Linked DNA regions of Sus scrofa: all the other regions are linked to region 3. A link is a contact called in public HiChIP or PLAC-seq and promoter capture Hi-C data. All regions are on one chromosome and are shown on one strand. The core of a region is the stretch at or near the end of the contact, and the rest is flanking DNA. Distances in the headings are between cores, read along the strand shown.

Region 1 (3,545 bases), core at 495-2,994, 350 kb before region 3:
CTTTATTAAACTCACTTCGGATTCCCGAATTCAGTGGCCTGTCTGCTGGTTCCCACTGACCCTGACTGATACGGTCCCTTTGAGCAGTGTGTACCTTAGAGCTGGCTAGTCCCCCCAGACGTGGGCTCCTGAAGGGAGGGGCCTGTCTGAGCCAGTCTGCACCTCCATGGGCAGAGCAGCACCCAGAAGGCGCCACACACGTGGGGTTGGATGAAGCGAGTTGCGTGAAACTGTCCAGCCATCCATTCACTCATTCATTCTCTCATTCAACCACGACGGCTCAATGAGGCTGCATGTGCCAGGCTCTGGCAGCGGTGGACAAGGGGAAGACAGCCTTCTTGGAGCTGGCATTGTGGAGGGGAAATGCGCGTAAAGGGGAAAAAGCAAGCACACCCCCACACCGTTTCAGAGGGGTACAGGAGTTCCCGCTGTGGCTCAGCGATCACGAACCCAGCTAGTATCCATGAGGACTCAGGTTCGATCCCTGGCCTCGCTCAGTGGGTTAAGGATCCAGCATTGCTGTGAGCTGTGGTCGCAGACATGGCTCGGATCCAGTGTTGCTGTGGCTGTGGTGTAGGCCGGCAGCTGCAGCTCCAATTAGACCTCTAGCCTGGGAACCTCCATATGCCGCAGGTGCGGCCCTAAAAAAAATTAAAAAAAAAAAAAAGGTATCCAGAGGGGTACAAAGTGACAGGTGTAGGGGCTCAGTTTTAGACTTGTGATGGGGGTGGGGCAGTGGGCAAAGAAGCATGTGCGGGAGCCACACCAGGCAGTGCCCTGGTGCCAGGACATTGCACACAGAGGGACCAGGAGCTAGCAAGGCTGGGGGTGGGAATGATCTTGGTTCACTGAAGAACAGCAGGGAAGCCAGGAGGCCAGAGCAGATTGGGCTCAGGGTGACTCCTAGGAGTGAGCAGGGACTTGCTATCTTGTAAGGCCCTTCAGCTCTGGGATGGGGAAAATCCTCAGGGAAGCGCCTGCCCGGGCCTGGGCCTGCCAGCAACCCCCCTGAACAGTCCTGGAGGAGGCCCTGAGTGGGGCTCGCTCCCTTGTTTCCTCAGTCCTCACGGCGACCTCACGAGCTGGGGCGGGGCAGGGGGGGGCTGGGGTCTTTCTACCCCTGGTCCACACAGGAGGAAACTGACCCTCAGAGAGGTTAAGCCACCCGCCCAAGGTCACATGGAGTCAGAGAAAGGAATGAACCCAGGTCTGCCTGACCTGCTGGCTAGAAGTTTTCCCAGGACCAGCACAAACATTGGCCGCGGGCTTCCTCAGTAGTAATATTGGCACTACAGGGACAGACTGGCAGGAGGACCCAAAGCTCCAGGCCACGCAGCCAGTAAGGATGGAGCTGGGGGTCTGAGCTGCGCTCTTTCCACAGCCCCCTGCCCTCTGAAAAGAGCAGATGGTAGCGGGGCAGGAGAGCTTTGCCGTGCCCCATCCCCACCTGGCGCCCAACACTTCCAGGGCCAGGGCACATGGGCTAATGGGTATCATCTCAGCCCCTTCATTTCTAGAGACATTGTGCGGCATAAAGACTGTCATTTCCTGCGACTCATGCAGGGTAATCAACGTGCCGGCTGCCCGGAGGGCTGGGAATGGCAGTACTGAGGCCCGTTCATGAAGATAAAACCGCCCTCGCTCTCCTTGCCATTCAGTCCTTCCCAGCCAGACTCAGCCCTTGTGTCTGAGAGCATCGGCTAAGTGTCCCAAGAGGCCCCAGCTTGCTGCATAGTCCCCTAACTCAGGGAAGTACTGTCTCCCTCAGCCTAGTTTCAACACGTCCTAGCCATGTGACCTTGGGCACAGAACTTCCCCTTTCCAAACCTCAGTTTCCTCATCTGTGAAATGGGGGCAATTATGTCTGCCTCACAAGGTGGCTTAAGTGAGATGACACATCTTAAACCCCTGCCCCATAGGCGTGCTTAGGAATAGTAGCTGTGACAGCGACGACAGTGCTGGGGGTGATAGTGATGCTTGCCATGATTTGAAAATAGGAACCCTGAGGCCAGAGAGGGGAATGGGCTCCCTCAAGGTCACACAGCAAGTCAGCAGCAAAGCTGGGCCTAGAACTTGGGTTTCTAGGCCAGAGCTTTTGCGTATTACCACTGACTCATGGGTCAAGGATAAGTGAGTTTCGTTGACTCCTTCCATGGATGGGCACTGTCATCCATCATCTCATTTAATCCTCACAACAGAGAGATGAAGTATGTGTTATTATTATCCTGACTTTGCAGGTGAGAAGGCTGAGGTGTCTACCCAAGGTCACGCAGCTAGCAAACATTGGAGCCCGAGATGGACCAGGAGTGGTCTGCCTGCAGAACCTCAGCCCGGACCTTGGTGCCAGGGCCCTTGAAGAAGACCAGCTGCTGAGGGTGAGGCCAAGGAGCCCAGCTTTGTGTGCACACACAGTCACACACTCAGCCCTGCCACAGGCTGGGCTGTTGTCCCCCCATTCTGAGAAGTTGACAAGGATAGTGTAAGCTTAGGTCCAGCGGTCAACCCAAAACCCAGCCCATGGGCCCTGGAGGGCAGAAACCCATGGGCATCCTAGAGAGTGTATGGTGTGTGTCTAGTCCTGCCCAGACATGGAAATTGAGACCTGGGAAATCTGTGAGGCTTCGCAACTCAGGCTGGCTCCGTGGCTGGAAGAGTCTGAGAGTGAGAAGGTAGCTGGCAGAGAAAGAGGCTGGGGCCCCTGCCCCAGACACCCCAGCATCTCCTGCTGGCATGTTACCCTGACAGACCTTTAAAGCATCATGTCGCTACACCCTCAGCAAGGTGTGGTTCCCTTCTGCAGGTGGGGATGGGATACCAAGGCTCATAGAATCAAAGCGGCTCGCTCAGACTCATTTAAAAAAGAGTGTGGAGTCGAATCTGGTTCTCCCAATGTCCAGGCTACCCTTTCCTCCTTGCTTGATTCATTTCTTGCTTTATGGGCTCTTTTCTCTCTAGCTCTTTTCTCCGTGAGTTACCAGCTCCTCTGCACCCCTGGCCCTGATTTGCTGACACTTGACTGTAAGCATCGTGAAGTCAGGAATCGCCTTTGATCAGCTCAGCTCTGGGTGTCTGGCACCTGTCACAGCAGTAAGTACAAGGCTGGAAATCTGTGGATGTTTGCTGGATTGTTTAAGGAACTGTAATTGAACTGCATTTTTTAAAATTGATGCCAGTGGCTGGCACAGCCAATTTGGAGACTTCTATTATGAAAGGACTCACTTGAGTGATTCATTATGCAAATATAAAGGTGAACAGGGGAAAGTGATGTATTATAAATATATTTTTGTTTATTTTTCATTAACAAGATTGCTCCACTTCTTGATATATAGGGCTCTGGGGAGGGCTGGACCAATTTGCATAAGGATGCAGAAGTCTTCTCACAGGGAAGCATTGGGGAGCCAACCCCTGCTCACTGTGATGTAAACTTAGAAAAATACGGGTGGCCTGGAGTAGTTCTGAGTAGATCGGAGTAGCTCTGAGTGAAGTCCAATGGCAGGAGAAGGTCCAGATGGCTCCAAAGAGGAGGAGGATGGGCTGGGGATCTG
Region 2 (3,489 bases), core at 105-2,604, 300 kb before region 3:
TAACCCACAGAGTGAGGCCAGGGATCGAACCTGCAACCTCATGGTTCCTAGTCGGATTCGTTAACCACTGAGCCATGACGGGAACTCCAAGGCGGTTATTTATCCATCTCAGCCTTAAATTTATCTTCTCCATGTTTTACTAATCTCACTTTCCCTGGCTGTTTGGAAATTAGTAGAGAAGTTGGCCATGTCAATCATGAATTTTAAAGGTCCAGCTTCCTCTCAAAGACAAGCCTTCTCTCAGCCTTCTGCCTTTTCAGTGTAAGAAGCCAGGCGCTGACATCTGCTGTTGCCTCTGCTGCGATGATGCTCCTCACCCTCAGGCCCTGCTTCAAGGTCACCTTCTCTGAGCTCTGCTGAACCTTCCCCTTCTCATTCTCTAGCAGGTACTATGTTTATTATTAATAATACCTTATTGATTAATCACATATTATTATTTATTCATTCATTAAACACATATTGAGTCTGTGGCAGACGCTGATCTACAGGCAGGCTTCAGTGAAGAATCTGAAACCCGCGCACTCATGGAGCTTATATTCTAGTGGGAGAGTCATTACACAAGATCAAAATGGAAAACATGGCACGTTAGTGTTAAATGCGAAAGAGAAAAATAACTAGGGAAACGGGGTAAGAAGTGTGTGTGTTGTAATTGCTATTTATTTACTTGCTGTCTGTCTGTATCGCCTACTAACCTATAAGGTCTACGTCACATCTGTTTCATTCACCAGTGCAAACCTGGTGCTCAGCAGTGCCTGAGAGTTTGTCATTTGATAAACACGTGTTGCTCAAAGAGCAGGGTACACCTCCAGGTGTACCTCTGATCCTGCTTCTAGGAGGCGCAAAAGGAAATTCCAAGGAAAGAGGAGGAAAGGAACTCACTTTCAGCGCTGGGGAGGAGGCGAGCAGTACAAGCGGTCGGTGCAAGGACCACGCTCAAGCTTATCGTGAGAAGTGGTTGAGAGGAAAGGAAACCCACCACGTGCGGGACGCTGCGCAGCTGCGCTAGTTTAGGCACTTCTATCACTATTTTTACAGCGAGGGACTTTAAGGCTCAGAAGGACGTACCCTGCCCAAACTCCAACTGCCGTAAGAGATCAAGGTTGTCCTGAGTTCGAGTTTGAGGTCCTGGAGCTCTTCTCCTAGTCCCGTCCCAGCCCCCATCACAACCACTCACCTACCCTCCAGCGATTCCCCTCAGGTGAGGATCATGCAGGTTCCCCCCCCGCCCGCGGCGAAGCGGGCAGGGTTCCACCTGCGGGAAAGGAAGAAGGTCTGGGGGGTGGGGCAAGACAAAGATGCCCTGATTGTGATTGGTTAAAGCCGCTGCCACTCATAAACGGAGCCTTGGCGTTCAGCCCATTTCGTTCCCAGCAGGCCTTGCGCTCGGGAAGATGGTGGCGTCCAGGTGGAGGCTTTGAGAAGATCCGCTGGGTATGGCGTTGGCGTCTGGGCCCGCAAGGCGGGCGCTGGCTCGCCTCGGCCGGCTCGGCCTTGGGGGCTGCGGGGCCCCGAGACGCGGGGCGTACGAGTGGGGTGTGCGCTCCACGCGGAAACCCGAGCCTCCTCCCCTGGACAGAGTGTACGAGATCCCAGGACTGGAGCCCATCACCTACGCGGGGAAAATGCACTTCATGCCCGGGCTGGCGCGGCCAGTCTTCCCTCCCTGGGACCCCGGCTGGACGCACCCAAAGTTCCGCCGTTTGCCCCCGCTTCACGAGCACCCGCTGTACAAGGACCAGGCGTGCTACGTCTTTCACCAGCGTTGCCGTCTCCTCGAGGGTGAGGCCCCAGCACGGGCGGGAAGGGGCCTTGTTCCTCCACTCAGCACAGACCTCAATTTTCTGTGGCCTTGGGCAGGACATTGAAACTCTGTGGGCCTCAGGTTCTTCGTCTGTGAAAGGCGCCCGACATTGATTCCCATCTCCTGAAGTTGTCAAGATTAAGTGGGACGAAAAGAGCAGCATGTGTGAGAGAGTATTAAGAATTTTAGTGGCCAAGTGAAAATAACTGGTTTCTAGGCTTAGCCTTGCCTCTCCCTCTCTGTGATTTTGGTCAAGTGGCTGAAGCTTCCTAAGCCTCCATTTCCTGTGGCATGAGTTGTTTTTGACTAGGTGGAGCACATTGGCTGAGCTCTTGACACCCTCCAGATGTAACTATGTTTAAGAACTAGATGGGAGGGAGCTCCCCTTGTGGCTCAGTAGGTTAGGAACCCGATGAGTATCTGTGAGGATGCAGGTTCGATCTCTGGCGTCGCTCAGTGGGTTAAGAATCTGATGTAGGTCGCAGATGTGGCTCAGATCCCGCTTTGCTGTGGCATTGCTGCAGCTCTGATTACACCCCTAGCCTGGTGACTTCCGTATGCCACAGGTGTGACCCGAAAAAGGACTAGAGGGGAATTATAGTGCAAAGAGACGACAGAAAGAGTGCTTAATCTGCAGGCCTATCTCCTTTTTTCACAGGATTGGTAATTGTGACAGAGGGGATGTGACTTGCTCACAGCTGTGCTGTGGGTTACTAGTGAAGCCAGGCCTACACCAGGTCAGTGTCTCTTGTCAAAGGTCAGAGCTGAGATGTTTTTCAAGGAAAGGATCCAGACCTAAAAGCTGTCTAGTTCCCTTCTCCTTTATTCCTACTAGGAATAAGAACAGCTCGAAATAACTTGAGCCAAAACTATCTGTATGTCTATGGCAGTAGCAGAAATTGTTTCATTGTATGGGGGGGCTTGTTTATTGAGAGACCCTTTACTGATTTTTCTCCTTATTCTTCCTTAGTCCCTAAATCAGGATAGGGTTAGGGCTTGGCCTGAAAACACAAAATGGTCCAGGTAAGTGGGAGCAGAATTTTCCAATGAGTAATTAAGAAAGAAAGAGACCTGTCAGAATTTGGGGACTAAGCCAGCGAATAAATCCTAGGTTTGAAAAACACTTGAGTCAACCAGCCAGCCTCTTAAAGCTGCCCAAACCCTTTCCTGAAAGCTGGGCTTGCAGCCTTTAAACCCTTTCACTGTCCATACAGAGTGCTGAGAGGGACCTCACAAGAGTTGTCATCCTTGAGTGACCCTGGTAACATTACCAGGTAGATGAATTGCCATAGTTGCATTTTAGGAGTTAAATTAACTTGTTCAGGCTGAAAACATACCCTGTGCTTTTACCATATGCAGAGAGGTTCAGTAAAGTCTGTAATAAAACTTTGCAAGACACAGGGCTAGAGAAGCAGATTGGGATAATGGAGAGATCGTGGGCTTTAATGTAGACACTCGGGCTCTCCTCCTAGCCCCATCACTTAAGAGGTTTGGGCCTCGAAACAAATCCCTTAGTCTCTCTCGGGTTTCATCCTCCATTCTATAAAATCCCATCCAACTTGTAGGTAAAGCTCCTGGCACAGGTTAGATGGTAATGTTGAGTAAATGGCAGCTCTGTTGCATGTTATTCATATATAAAACCTTAATATTTTATCCACTTCTCAAGTTTTAAGAAACAGTGGCAGCAT
Region 3 (3,777 bases), core at 1,201-3,700:
CTCTTGGGGTCTCTGGGTCCCAAATGATAAACCCCCGGACAACCAACCTGACGGGCAATTATATATGCCTCTTTCGGGGTCTCTAATTTTTTCTTCTTTCCTTCCTCTCTTTCTCCTGTCTCTTTAGGGCCACACCCACGGCATATGGAGGTTCCCAGGCTAGGGGTCCAATCGGAGCTATAGCTGTTGGCCTACACCACAGCAACGCCAGATCCAAGCCGCGTCTGCAACCTACACCACAGCTCACGGCAACACTGGATCCTTAACCCACTGAGCGAGGCCGGGGATCGAACCTGCGTCCTCATGGATGCTAGTCGGGTTCGTTAACTGCTGAGCCACAAAGGGATCTCCTATTTTTTTCTTTTTCTGCTTTAAAATGTTCGGTCTAAAGGGCCAGTTCTATGGGAGTCCCTGCCTTTCCTCTCCACACCTTCCAAATCTCTATTTCCATACCGACTTGCTCTTCAGAGCTGGAACCGGACTGTTTTGAATCAAAGCTCATTTCTGACCCTTCCCACTCCCTCGTCTGGACGAGCTAAAGGTCTGCGGAGCCCTTCCCATATCCTTTCTAACCACACCAGCTCTGCCAGCGGCTCCTGTCTCCTTCCACTCTCTCTAGCGTCTCTCGTTCAGATGAGTTTTTCGACACCCAGCTCTACTCGGCCACTTCCTGGACCAGAAAACTGGAGGGCGAGCCCCTCCCCCACTGTCTGAGGCCCGAAGCCCCAACGCCTAGGCCTGCAAGGCCTGGGGCCCCAAGATCTAGGCCCTGGCCACTGTGCAACCATCCCCCCACCCTGGGTACGTATTCCACACTCCATTTGCTCAACGTGCAAATATCTGCTGAGCCCTAACCATGTGCCAGAAATTGTGTCGGGCGCCCAGGAAATAGGTGAGGTACACACGTGCCCAGAAACCAAGTGTGTTTTGAAAGCTCTGGGGTTCGGGGGCTCCGAGGAGGGGCACGGAATCGAGAGAGGGACTGGGCTGCAGCCAGCTCTCTTCTCACTGGTTTCCTGTTTACTATTAACAGCTGCCCATCCCGCCTTGCACACAAACGCCCAAGCGAACCTTGGTATGTTTTCAGACCAGCAGCTCAGTCGCAAAACACGAAGCAGGCTACTTGAAATTTGCCTTCAGCTGCCTGGAAAATCTGCAGAGAACCCCCTTTAATCCCTCCTTCTTACCCCCAACTTCTGCCTTCCTCTCCCCCCCTTGGAGGGCGCATGGCCCCTTGAAGTTTTGTTTGCTTGCAGGGAATAAAAAAACAACAAAAACCCAGCTTCAGTATGGAGGGTTTTTCTTCCTTTTTTTAAAAAAATATTAAGCATCAAGAGACAGAGCAATCTGCTTGCAGACACTATACGTGCATAATTAATAAAATCTCATTATTTATTTATAAAGAGACACACGAGGAACTGGAGAATGAGGGCTATCCCCATTATATATGAAGAGAGGGAGAGAAAGAGTGGGAGAGGAAGGCAAATACTTTTTGAGCGTTGGAGCCTTCCAGGGAAGTGAATCTCTCAGTATGGAATGAATAAGAAGCATCTGCCTACTCCTTATCCAACTGGTGCTCCGAGCTCAGGAGGCATCAGAGAGCAGAAACCCGGTTCAGCTTAAAAAAAGGACCGGGACCAGTTCGGTGCTCGGCAGTGCACTGGATGCCGGCTTTGGGCAGTTGGCAGAAGAGGAGGCATCGTGGAGGGCCTGGCCGCGGGGCAAAAGGGTTGGGAGCCAATCTGAGGCTTCTAAAGAGGGGGGGACTTGGGCACAGACCCCCTGGTAGGTGGGGGGGAGGCGGCACGGTCACGCCATGGCCACCACGTAAATAACCCAGACCGCCGGCTGGGGTGGGGGGAGACCCTGGTTCCTCCGGTCCATTATAAAGCAGGTAACCGTGAGCGGAGGGGGGTGGTTTCTAAACGCCAGCTCCAGCGCCAGCTCTGCCCTTGGACCTCTGCATGCCAGATGCCCGGCCAGGGCCGCCAATATCAATAACCCAACTTATTATATAACAGCCCCCGCAGCCAGGCAGGCAGGGGTCAGAGCCTCCCGGGCTGGAGCTGGGGTGGACCTTCGCTTTCGCCGTTCTCTCTCTCTCTCTCCTCTCTCATTTTTTCTTGAGACATGCTTTAAAATAGAAAACAGGCTTGTGCAGGAACCAACCCCACAGAAAGAGGTAGTTTGGAGGGATTTTCTCCCCCCCACCTCCCTCAAGTGCAAGCAACTCAGGCAGCGGAACGCTCAGCCTTCCCGGGGCGGTGGGCTCCAGGAGGGGGGGCGGGGGGAAGGGCTGGGGAGGGGTCGGCCTGGGCAGCAGCCCCCGCAGGGTTACCCGGGCGCGTGCAGGGAAACGTCTCAGCAATTCCAGCGCCCGAGCGGAGCGCGCGGGGGGCGGGGGGGAGGGTGGCGCGCGGCGCGGGGCACCTTGAAACCGCCGGCGGCCGCGCGCTGATTGGCCGAGCCGCCGCCTCGGCGTTCCAGCCAGGCGCCCCTCCCCCCGCGCCGTCCACCCCGGAAGGAATTTCCTCCTCTGGCGGCCGCTATTGTTGTCCGCCTTCGCTGTTTGGGTCGGATCGCGTAACCATAGTATCCAAACTGTGTCCGCGCGGGGCCCCAGCCTGGGACCCCTGTGCCCCCCGTCCCTCCAAGCGAACACCCCCACCTTTTTTTTTGCAGCCTACTTATCATGACTTCATCGGACTCCGGGGAGCAGAAGAGGGGGATGGGGCGGGGGGAGCTGGCCCGCTCCTGGCGGCCCTTACTTCGAGATGTTTTCAATTATAATTTTTTAAAAAGTCTGCTTTGTGGGTTCGGGGCTTTTAAATCCTTCCTGCTCCCCCCCCCATTAAACCGTTGGACCAAACTTGAATGGGGTTTTCCCTCCGTTTCTCCTTGACCGTCTTCACTCCAGACCCTGACTTTGCTGCTCACAGCTGGGGGGTGGGGTGGGGGACTTAGCAGAAGTCACCCCCTAAACCCAGCCCCTCAAACCCCCGCTGTGTCCAGGCTCCTGGGCCTGGGCTTGAGCTAGGGAAGACCAGGCTGGTGGAGGGGGTCGAGAATATCGGACCCTGCAGCCTCCACCCTCCGTCCTGGGGCGCTTTCTGGAGGGGTTGGGAGAACCCTGGCGACAGGTTTGGGGGCGGAGGTGCAGGGTGGATGCCCGCCAACCCCTTATCAAAAGGATACGGGGGTGACGGGGGAAGCAGCTGACAGGTTGTTGGAAAAACAAGCCCCCTCGCCCCTCCAATTTCTGCCTCGGCTCTCTGAGCACAGAGACTTCCTAGTCGGCGGCGCGAGCAGCCTGAGACCATACCTGCCCCCCACTCCTGCGGAAAAAACAAAAATAAAAGCCCTGTCCTTGCGAAGTGTGTTCTGCTGAGAGAGGTGGGGGAGCCAGCAGCAAGTCCGCACCGGGCGGGCTGCGAGCGGCGCGGGAGCCCCTGGGGCTGGGGCTGGCAGCGGGGGGCGGTTTGTGTGCCGGGGGGTGTCAAACATTCCCAGAACTCAAGTATTCTCGTGGCGCCGGTTGGGGCGGGGGTAGCAGCTGCGGCAGCCCAAGTTCGGGGCAACACTGCCCCCTAGGGGCCATCGCCGGCGCCTTGCAGCCTGGGAGACGAGGGGCCTGGAGGACGGAGCCAGTGGTACCTGGGCAGGGGTGGCAGTGATCCCCTGGTGACAGGCCTGAGGAGGCCTTCCAAGCGCCAGTTCTGGGGGCCAGGAGGATGCAGTGCTGAGGTTTGGATGCTTTCTCTAGAATTTAAAACTTTA
Region 4 (3,849 bases), core at 1,039-3,538, 400 kb before region 3:
AAAGATCTTCCTTGTTCCTTTCACCCAGATTCCTTAATTGTTAATACTTTACATTTAATGGAAAGACACATGTCAACTTTAAGATGGTAGATTCTTCTAGGAATGGAAGGAAGGGAATGAAAGGTGAAGGGTGTAAAGATACTTGAACTTGAGTTCCTGTTGTGGCGTAGCAGAAACAATCTGACTTGGCCTTGTCCAGTGTGTTAAGGATCTGGCGTTCTGTGAGCTGTGGTGTAGGTCGCAGACATGGCACGGATCCCGGGTTGCTGTGGCTCTGGTGTAGGCCGGCAGCTACAGCTCCGATTAGACCCCTAGCCTGGGAACGTCTATATGCTGTGGGTGCAGCCCTAAAAAGACGAAAAACAAACAAACAAAAGATACTTTACAGTATTTTATTGTTTTATGTGAAATGGCAAGATGTTAACTTTGTTTTCATTGTAAGTAGTGAGTTACTCTACCTTTTTATTTTTTGTTTATTTTTTCTTTTTAAGGGCCACACCCATGGCATATGGAGGTTCCCAGGCTAGGGGTTGAATTGGGGTTGTAGCTGCCGGCCTACACCACAGCTACCAGCAACACCAGAGCCGAGCCACACCTGCGACCTACACCACAGCTCACAGCAATGCCGGATCCTTAACCCACTGAGCGAGTCCAGGGATCAAACCCACGTCCTTATGGATACTAGTCAGATTCGATTCCACCGAACCACAATGGGAACTCCCACTCTACCTTTTCGTGTGTTTGAAGTTTTAAAAAATTCTTTAAACAAAAAAGGGTTTGAATTTTATCATCCAGGAAGTGAGGAGTTGTTGAAGTGTGTGCTTTTTATTGTTGAAATAAATATGTCTTTATGACTTCTCTGCTCTCTGTCCTTGCCTATGAATTAAGACACTTAAGTGAGCCATGGGGTTGATCCACCGCGGCATCGTTTTTCCTTTTCCCTCCTTACTGCCTCTCAGTGCTAAGTGCCCGGTGGTGTCTGACACGGTAAGATTAAAACTTGCACTTTCCTAATAAATGTAACTCTCTTCCTGATTTGCCGTAAGCAGGAGCTGCTTTTAAGCAATTACCCATCATTTGGGGCCATCACACATACTATGCTTTGGTTCAGGTCATAATCAATAATTCATATATCAATAGGAGCCCCATTAGCTCAGGTGAAGGCAGATATCTTTCTAATGAAAATGTTCCATTTTCCAAATGACTTTTCTTTTTCCCAGAGAGTTGTGGTCATAGAAGACATAAAAAGATGGAAAACTATGTTGGAGCTTCCTGATCAAACCAAAGAGAATCTAGTTGAAGTCTTACGAGAATTAAAGAAGAAAATACCGTCCAGGGAAGTGTTAAAATCAACAAGGATTGGTATGTTCCTTCTGAACTTCACGAGATGTGCTTATATTTTGTTTCTTTCCTTCTCCTTTCCTCCCTCCCTCAAACATTAAGTTGTCCATCTTATCAGTGCTTCTCAAACTATCTGTGGTGAGGGACCACTGTTTTAAAAAATTCTCCATTGGTTGCAGACTAATACTCTTATAATAAAATAAAAATTACCAGGAAAGGGAAATTAAAATATGCGAAATACAAGCCCAACTTCTAAGAAAAAAATCAGATTCAATAGATGTAGAATTACTTTGTTAAACTGCTATAAAAATTCCTAAATGTTTACTTCAGTTTCCATACTTACTGCTTGGACTGGTAACTGGCATGATCTGTGGATAACATTTTGGGTGTGCTTGATGCTTAGCGTGCAAAAATGAAGAAGACATGACTCGTGACCTCAAGATCCCTGGGGTTTGGTGGATAAACAAGCATGTAGACAAATGAGAGTAGTAAACTAGTGTAGGCTATTAAAAAAAAAAACAAACCAAAAACATATAGATTATGTCCACAGTACCATTCTGATCTGAACAAGGTATATGCTGGCACAGAGGACAGAGCAGTCACTTCTGTCTGGGGAATTCAGAAAAGGCTCCATAAGCAGAGGTGACATTTCAGTTAAATCTTGGCTTTTCAGTCTTGAGTAGAAATAACATCCGAAGCATGGTTTATAAAAACAAAATGATAGCAGCATTTGCTGCCACATCATTTATTGCAGCATTGGAGCTATTTTAAGAGGTAAGCCAGGAACTACGTTGAATTACCACTTTAGTACAGTACACAACTGTGAATAATACGCGAGGGAGGGCCAACATGTGTTCCTCAAGCTGCTCCTAAGTCCCCAGGGAGTCCAGGGTCGGCCTTCACAGCTGCTGTTCTTGCCCTCACCAGTGCAGCCATTGCCTTCTCTGCCTCCCCTTGACCTCTTGTTCATGAGAAGCAGGAGAGAGAGCAGCTTCAGCCTGGCACTAACAGCTGGTGTGAGCTGTGTGAAATCCCCCTGGGGGCCCCCCGCCAAGAGTCTTGAGAGTTGCACCCCTGTAATATAAACCAGAATCTGAGGAAATTGGATCTTAAAGAACATAAAACCCTATCATTATGGCCAAGGAGATTCTCCCATCTGCTGCTGGATTTTCTCTTTATAGGTTGTGGTCACTAGAGGGCAATAAGACCATTCATTTGAGCAGATAAGGTATTTCCACCAGTAGAGGGAAGTAGTGGTTAATATTTTATGACATGTATACACGTACATATGTGTATGTACATGTTCATATTTAGGCACACTGTAAATACCACTTAAAATCACATCTTAAATATCAACATAATAGGCTGAACTTGTCCTACAAATATAGAGCAGATGATACTTTAAAAAAAATCTTTTCTTTTTGTCCTTGGCATACAATTGGAGTGTTCTTTCAAGAATGGGTGTGTCTCATGTTCAGAGATTTCTATTCAAGAATCATAATGAAACCACAACAAAGGGGTATGGCTTAAGAGCTGGAAACCATCCAACTTTTGAATCTTGACCCTACCCTAAACCTGGCGCAAACCTGAGTTGTATGGAATATAAGAAGTCCTTGGTTCCTTTGTAGTTACATCAGTTGCTACGCTAAAGATTCATTTGGATCATTGCCTGAGAATATTTATATTCTTCCGCCTTTAGCCTCTTGTCTGTTCCTATCCTGTGGGTTATAAGGGACAGATATCTATTGGTACCTTCTTTGCGCTAAGAACTATGCTGGTGTAATAATGAAGGAGAAAGGTATTATCCTCACCTTTTGGGAGCCTGCAGTCTAATGGAAGGACAGGCAGTTTAACAAGACTTTTTCACACAATGTGATGAGTGCTCTGATGATGGGGAGAAGTTAGTCCGAGGAGGATAAGTGTTGGGAGTAGAGAGATGTTAAAGAATGTATCAGGCAGGGTTACATCATGAGAGTTGAACAGAGGGCTGGGGGTGGGAGAGAACATGGTGCACTGCAGAAACTAAAAGAATCGTGGTGTATTCGAAATGTAGTATGCTGGAGAGAGAGTCTGGACCAGTTGGAGAAGGCTCTTTGTAAGCCATTTGAAACTGTTTGGTCTTAGCATGTGTATTGGTTACCTGTCTCTGTGTAAAAATTATCCTCAAATTTAGCAGCTGAAGTATTTCTTATCTTACACAGGTTTACTGAGAGTCAGGAATCTGGGAGCTGCTTGTTTGGGTGCTTCTGGCTCATGGTCTCTTAAGAGGTTATAGTCAAGCTGTTGGCTTGGGCTCTAGTCATCTGAAAGCTTAGCCAGGGCTTGGAGATCTGCTCATAATGGCTCATTTGTGAAATTGCTGGTAGGAGGTCTCAGTTTCTTATCACCTGGGCCTCTCCCTTGGGCTGCTCAGGACGGGTTGGCTGACTTTCCCCAGAATAAGTGATCCAAGAGAACAACCAAGATGGAAGCCATAGTGTCTTCTTTACCACCTAATCTTGAAAGTGA
Region 5 (3,663 bases), core at 996-3,495, 380 kb before region 3:
CCACACTCCCCCTTAAAAAGAAAAAAAACCTTTTTTTCCTTGCCCGCTGCAGTCTGGGGGCTAGTTCAATGCCCCCATGAAAACCTCAAGGACTCTGGGTTCTAGAGAGCCATGGTGCCACATCCACTCACTTCAGCCCTAGAGGCCACAGTCATGAGGACCACAGACTTCCCTGACCGTCTTCTGTCTGTTCCACCAAGGCAGATGTCTGGGCCTGGGTGTTCTTTTCCTCTCAGTCCTGTTCCGCTCCTTGCTCCTCATTCCTCCCACATTTCTTTTTTCTCTTTGTTTTGGTCTTTTGGTCTGTCTTTTGTTAGGACGCTTTATCAAATGTCAGAGGATCCTTTCTTCTATCTTGGTGTACTTGTTTCGTAAACTTTTTTAAAATATAAGTGTAGGGCGTTCCCCACCATTGTGGCTCAGTGGAAATGAATCTGACTAGGATCCATGAGGATTCATGTTCGATCCCTGGCCTCACTCAGTGGGTTAAGGATCCAGCGTTGTAGTGAACTGTGGTGTAGGTCACAGACATGGCATGTATTTGGTGTTGCTGTGGTTGTGGTGTAGGCCTGTGGCTATAGCTCTGATTTGATGCCTAGTCTGGGAACCTCCACATGCTAAGGGTGTGGCTCTAAAAGGACCCCCCCCAATATATATATATATATATATAAATATAAACACACAAAAGATAAACGTACAGCTCACTGAGTTTATCACCAAGTAAGTGCCTCCTTCACCTGGCCACCTCCTACTCATTCTGCAGATTCATGTCAAACGTCCTTTCCTCTCGAGTCCAGGCGCTGTCCTCCTGGGTTGGGTCCCTGTGCAGTAGTTCTGCTCCCCCGCACTCGCTTCTGTCCCCTTTCCTAGCAGCACTCAGTACACTCACAGTGGGTTCACTGGCTGTCTGCAGCTGGTCTGTGCTCCTTATGGAGCCAAGAGTTGTGTCAACCTTGCTCACTGCCCTTTCCTCAGCCCAAGTACGTAGTAGTTGCTAAATGAGTATTTGACTATGTGGTAGGGTAGGGAGGGAAGGAGTGAAGCAAAAAAAGGAAGTGAGTAAAATTTATTTTCAAGGAACTCACTCTTAAGGAAAACAGACTCAAGAAATCTGTCATTATATTATGAAATGACTAAGGAAAGCTCAGGACATTGTGGCAGCCTCAAGAAGAACTTTCAGTCCTTTGAACTAGGATTTGCTTTTTTTGCTTTTTTTTGTTGTTTTCTTTTTTGACAACTGCACCCAAGGCATATGGACGTACCCAGGCTAGGGGTCGAATCGGAGCTGCAGCTGCAGGCCTGTGCCACAGCCACAGCAATGCCAGATCCAAGCCATATCTGTGACCTATGCTGGGTCCTTAACCCACTGAGCAAGGTGGGGGATCAAACCCGTATCGTCATGGATTGTGGTAAGGTTCTTCATCTGCTGAGCCACAACTCTCTACTTTTTGTTTTTTAGCTAATCTTTGAGCTACAAATAGGAGTGTGTTTTCAAGGGCAAGTGTGCCTTGCAAGGGAACATGAACCTGTCGAGAGGCGTAGAGGTGTGTGAAAGCAGCTGAGCTTGCTCAGGCTGGGTGAGGAACAGGACCTGGGAGGCCAATAGTGAGTGGTGCGCCTGGAAAGGAAGTGAGGGGGTCCCAGACCAGCATCCCAGTCTGGCCTGGATCCAGAGCATGTGGACAAAGCCCCAGACCTGTCCTGCTTTGATTTGGCCTGTGACTTCAAGAGGGTTGGGCCTGAGCCAGAACACCGCCAGACTGCCACAGCGCCCATCCTCTAGGCCCGTTCTGCTTAGGTGACTCTGCAGAAGTCTCTCCAAATCCAACTGATCTCAGAACGTGAAGGGAACAGTGAGGGTGGTAAAAAGGAAGACACATGAATGTTGGAGTTGGGGGCTCCGGGTCAGAGCCCCTAACTCTGCCTCTTAATAGTTGTAAGAATCGCAAGCATTTCTTTATCTTTCAACCTGTTTCCTCATCTGTAAAATGAGATCATAGGAGTTGTGGGCATTAAATATGAAAAGTGATTTATAAACTGTTTTACACACATATCAGGATCTAGACCCATTGTTTCTAAAATGCTGCTAAAGGGTTAAAAGGCACTTGAAAAACAAACAAACAGAAAAGTATAAATGTTATACTGATTTATTATCCTCAGTCTTCGTTTCCTGGTTGGTAGAGTACAGGGCCCAGAACCCATTGCTTGGTTCAAGCCAGTTTCCTGTTATAATGGCAAATATTACCACCCGGCAGGGGTTGTGAATGAGGTCCCTGTCACAAAGCACATGGCCTTGTTCCTTAATTGCCAGGGTGGAATTAATTTGCTCTTCCTGTTTCTCTGGTGACAGGAAGTAGATGTCCTTGAATTTCAGTTGATTAATGGAGGCCTCTGAGCAAAGTGCTCCAGCCTCTCTCACTTTTAATCCTTATGCAATGCAAGGCCCTAATTTGATAATTTTGCTGTTTTTTTTAGATGGATCACCTACTGGTTGAAAATATTGAACGGGAAACGTTTCATCTCTGCTCCCGCCTCATTAATGGGCCGTACCGGCGGACGGTGAGAGCCCTGGTCTTCACATTAAAGCATCAAGCTGAAATCCGGGCTCAGGTGAAGAACGGCACGCTGCCAGTCGGCACGTTTGTACAGACCCACAAAAAGTGACCCGAGGACGGTTCCACCCCTGGGCTGGGCAGAAAGGAAAATGGGCCTCTCTCTGCCATTCAAAGATTCTTTTGAGTTTGGGCGATGGCTGTTGCTGGCTGTGCTAAATTTTCCCGTGGTGCCATGTTCCAGACAGAGGATGCAGAGAGCCCTGGGAGACAGGCCGCAGGAAGCGCTTCATTAGCTGTAGTGCGCTGGGGCTGCCTGACAGGATGTGCGCTGGTTGTCACTAGGAAGCGCGGCACGGTTGCCATCACCCAGCACAGTGAAAGGGTGACAGATTTCACTGTGAATATGCCAAGGACACCTCTAAATGTCCCCCGTGTCAGGCAGATGAAGTTCCTACTTTATTTCGCCACCCTGCAGGTAACTGAAACTCAATTACCGCTGCTGCTCACTCGGTTCCGTCCCCCTGAGTTTAGATAGCGCCAGTGCCTCTCAGAACTCCCCCGTCTGTTCTCTTTGCTCTACCCCAGGGGTGAGCCTGCCAGAGCCCGCCAACCACCCCTTCTTTCCAGAACTCACTTATCTGAACGTTTCAGCTCTCCCTGGAAGACCTTCTGTGTTGGGCTCCGGAGCCCCCATGCTGAGGCTTCTAATGAGGAACTGGCCTGAAGCATCCCCACACCTTGAGGTTTATTTGAATATGTCAGCTCTCGGTTTAAGGTTCTGCAGAAGATACATGATGAAATTTCTTTTGAAATGAATTCCTGTAGGAGAAAAATTGTATATGTGTGTGCTTTAAAATGAAATACCTCTACATAGACTTGCTTGAACAATTACGTAAATGATACTTGCTTTTGTTTGTTTGTTTGTTCTGTTTCCATTCCAGGGCTGCACCTGCGGCATATGGAACTTCCCAGGCCAGGGGCTGAATTGGAGCTGCAGCTGCCGGCAGACGCCAGATCCAAGCGGCGTTTGTGACCTACACTGCAGCTCACGGCAATGCCAGATCATCAACCCACTGAGCAAGGCCAGGAATTGAACTCATGTCCTCAT

Evidence for each region. Promoter capture Hi-C pulls out the DNA fragments that hold promoters and counts their contacts. HiChIP or PLAC-seq counts read pairs in DNA pulled down with a chosen protein or histone mark.
Region 1: an H3K27ac HiChIP or PLAC-seq map of alveolar macrophages shows a contact between it and region 3. The contact joins two enhancer-like sites. A contact is called at or near these places in 15 of 47 Hi-C or Micro-C datasets (alveolar macrophages, embryonic fibroblasts, fetal heart ventricle and 9 more) and 2 of 2 datasets of contacts at active chromatin or transcription factors (alveolar macrophages and skeletal muscle).
Region 2: a contact with region 3 is called in a promoter capture Hi-C map of liver, with 9 times the contacts expected there. The contact joins the promoter of MRPL37 here to the enhancer-like site in region 3. A contact is called at or near these places in 2 of 5 promoter capture datasets (fetal liver and liver), 3 of 47 Hi-C or Micro-C datasets (embryonic fibroblasts, liver and skeletal muscle) and 2 of 2 datasets of contacts at active chromatin or transcription factors (alveolar macrophages and skeletal muscle).
Region 4: an H3K27ac HiChIP or PLAC-seq map of alveolar macrophages shows a contact between it and region 3. The contact joins two enhancer-like sites. A contact is called at or near these places in 1 of 5 promoter capture datasets (fetal skeletal muscle), 19 of 47 Hi-C or Micro-C datasets (alveolar macrophages, blood, embryonic fibroblasts and 10 more) and 2 of 2 datasets of contacts at active chromatin or transcription factors (alveolar macrophages and skeletal muscle).
Region 5: an H3K27ac HiChIP or PLAC-seq map of alveolar macrophages shows a contact between it and region 3. The contact joins two enhancer-like sites. A contact is called at or near these places in 4 of 47 Hi-C or Micro-C datasets (blood, embryonic fibroblasts and mesenteric adipose tissue) and 1 of 2 datasets of contacts at active chromatin or transcription factors (alveolar macrophages).

Annotation. Positions count from the first base shown.
Region 1 is chr6:158,188,775-158,192,319 of Sscrofa11.1, reverse strand. It overlaps LOC106510717 (a long non-coding RNA gene), which reads left to right. Exons shown (of 3, transcript XR_002345187.1): 2 at 2,238-2,375; 3 at 2,956-3,066. Among named protein-coding and RNA genes, the nearest start is that of CDCP2, 17 kb to the right of the region's middle. Within about 2 kb of position 1,744, at least 1 of the 83 cell types and tissues checked has an H3K27ac peak or open chromatin away from gene starts, as enhancers often do. A contact at or near this core is called in alveolar macrophages, where this site is marked.
Region 2 is chr6:158,141,394-158,144,882 of Sscrofa11.1, reverse strand. MRPL37 (39S ribosomal protein L37, mitochondrial) reads left to right here and starts at 1,354. Exons shown (of 7, transcript XM_021096592.1): 1 at 1,354-1,779. The coding sequence starts at 1,434. LOC100622386 (NADH-cytochrome b5 reductase-like) reads right to left here and starts at 1,286. Exons shown (of 6, transcript XM_021096602.1): 1 at 1,175-1,286.
Region 3 is chr6:157,843,209-157,846,985 of Sscrofa11.1, reverse strand. It overlaps LOC106508664 (a long non-coding RNA gene), which reads left to right. Exons shown (of 3, transcript XR_002345181.1): 2 at 1-801; 3 at 1,034-1,281. Among named protein-coding and RNA genes, the nearest start is that of ACOT11, 13 kb to the right of the region's middle. Within about 2 kb of position 2,450, at least 72 of the 83 cell types and tissues checked have an H3K27ac peak or open chromatin away from gene starts, as enhancers often do. A contact at or near this core is called in alveolar macrophages, fetal liver, fetal skeletal muscle and 2 more, where this site is marked.
Region 4 is chr6:158,243,535-158,247,383 of Sscrofa11.1, reverse strand. TCEANC2 (transcription elongation factor A N-terminal and central domain-containing protein 2) reads left to right here. Exons shown (of 5, transcript XM_005665408.3): 3 at 1,221-1,362. Among named protein-coding and RNA genes, the nearest start is that of TCEANC2, 16 kb to the left of the region's middle. Within about 2 kb of position 2,288, at least 8 of the 83 cell types and tissues checked have an H3K27ac peak or open chromatin away from gene starts, as enhancers often do. A contact at or near this core is called in alveolar macrophages, fetal skeletal muscle and skeletal muscle, where this site is marked.
Region 5 is chr6:158,220,918-158,224,580 of Sscrofa11.1, reverse strand. TCEANC2 (transcription elongation factor A N-terminal and central domain-containing protein 2) reads left to right here. Exons shown (of 5, transcript XM_005665408.3): 5 at 2,476-3,663. The coding sequence ends at 2,664. Among named protein-coding and RNA genes, the nearest start is that of TCEANC2, 39 kb to the left of the region's middle. Within about 2 kb of position 2,245, at least 5 of the 83 cell types and tissues checked have an H3K27ac peak or open chromatin away from gene starts, as enhancers often do. A contact at or near this core is called in alveolar macrophages, where this site is marked.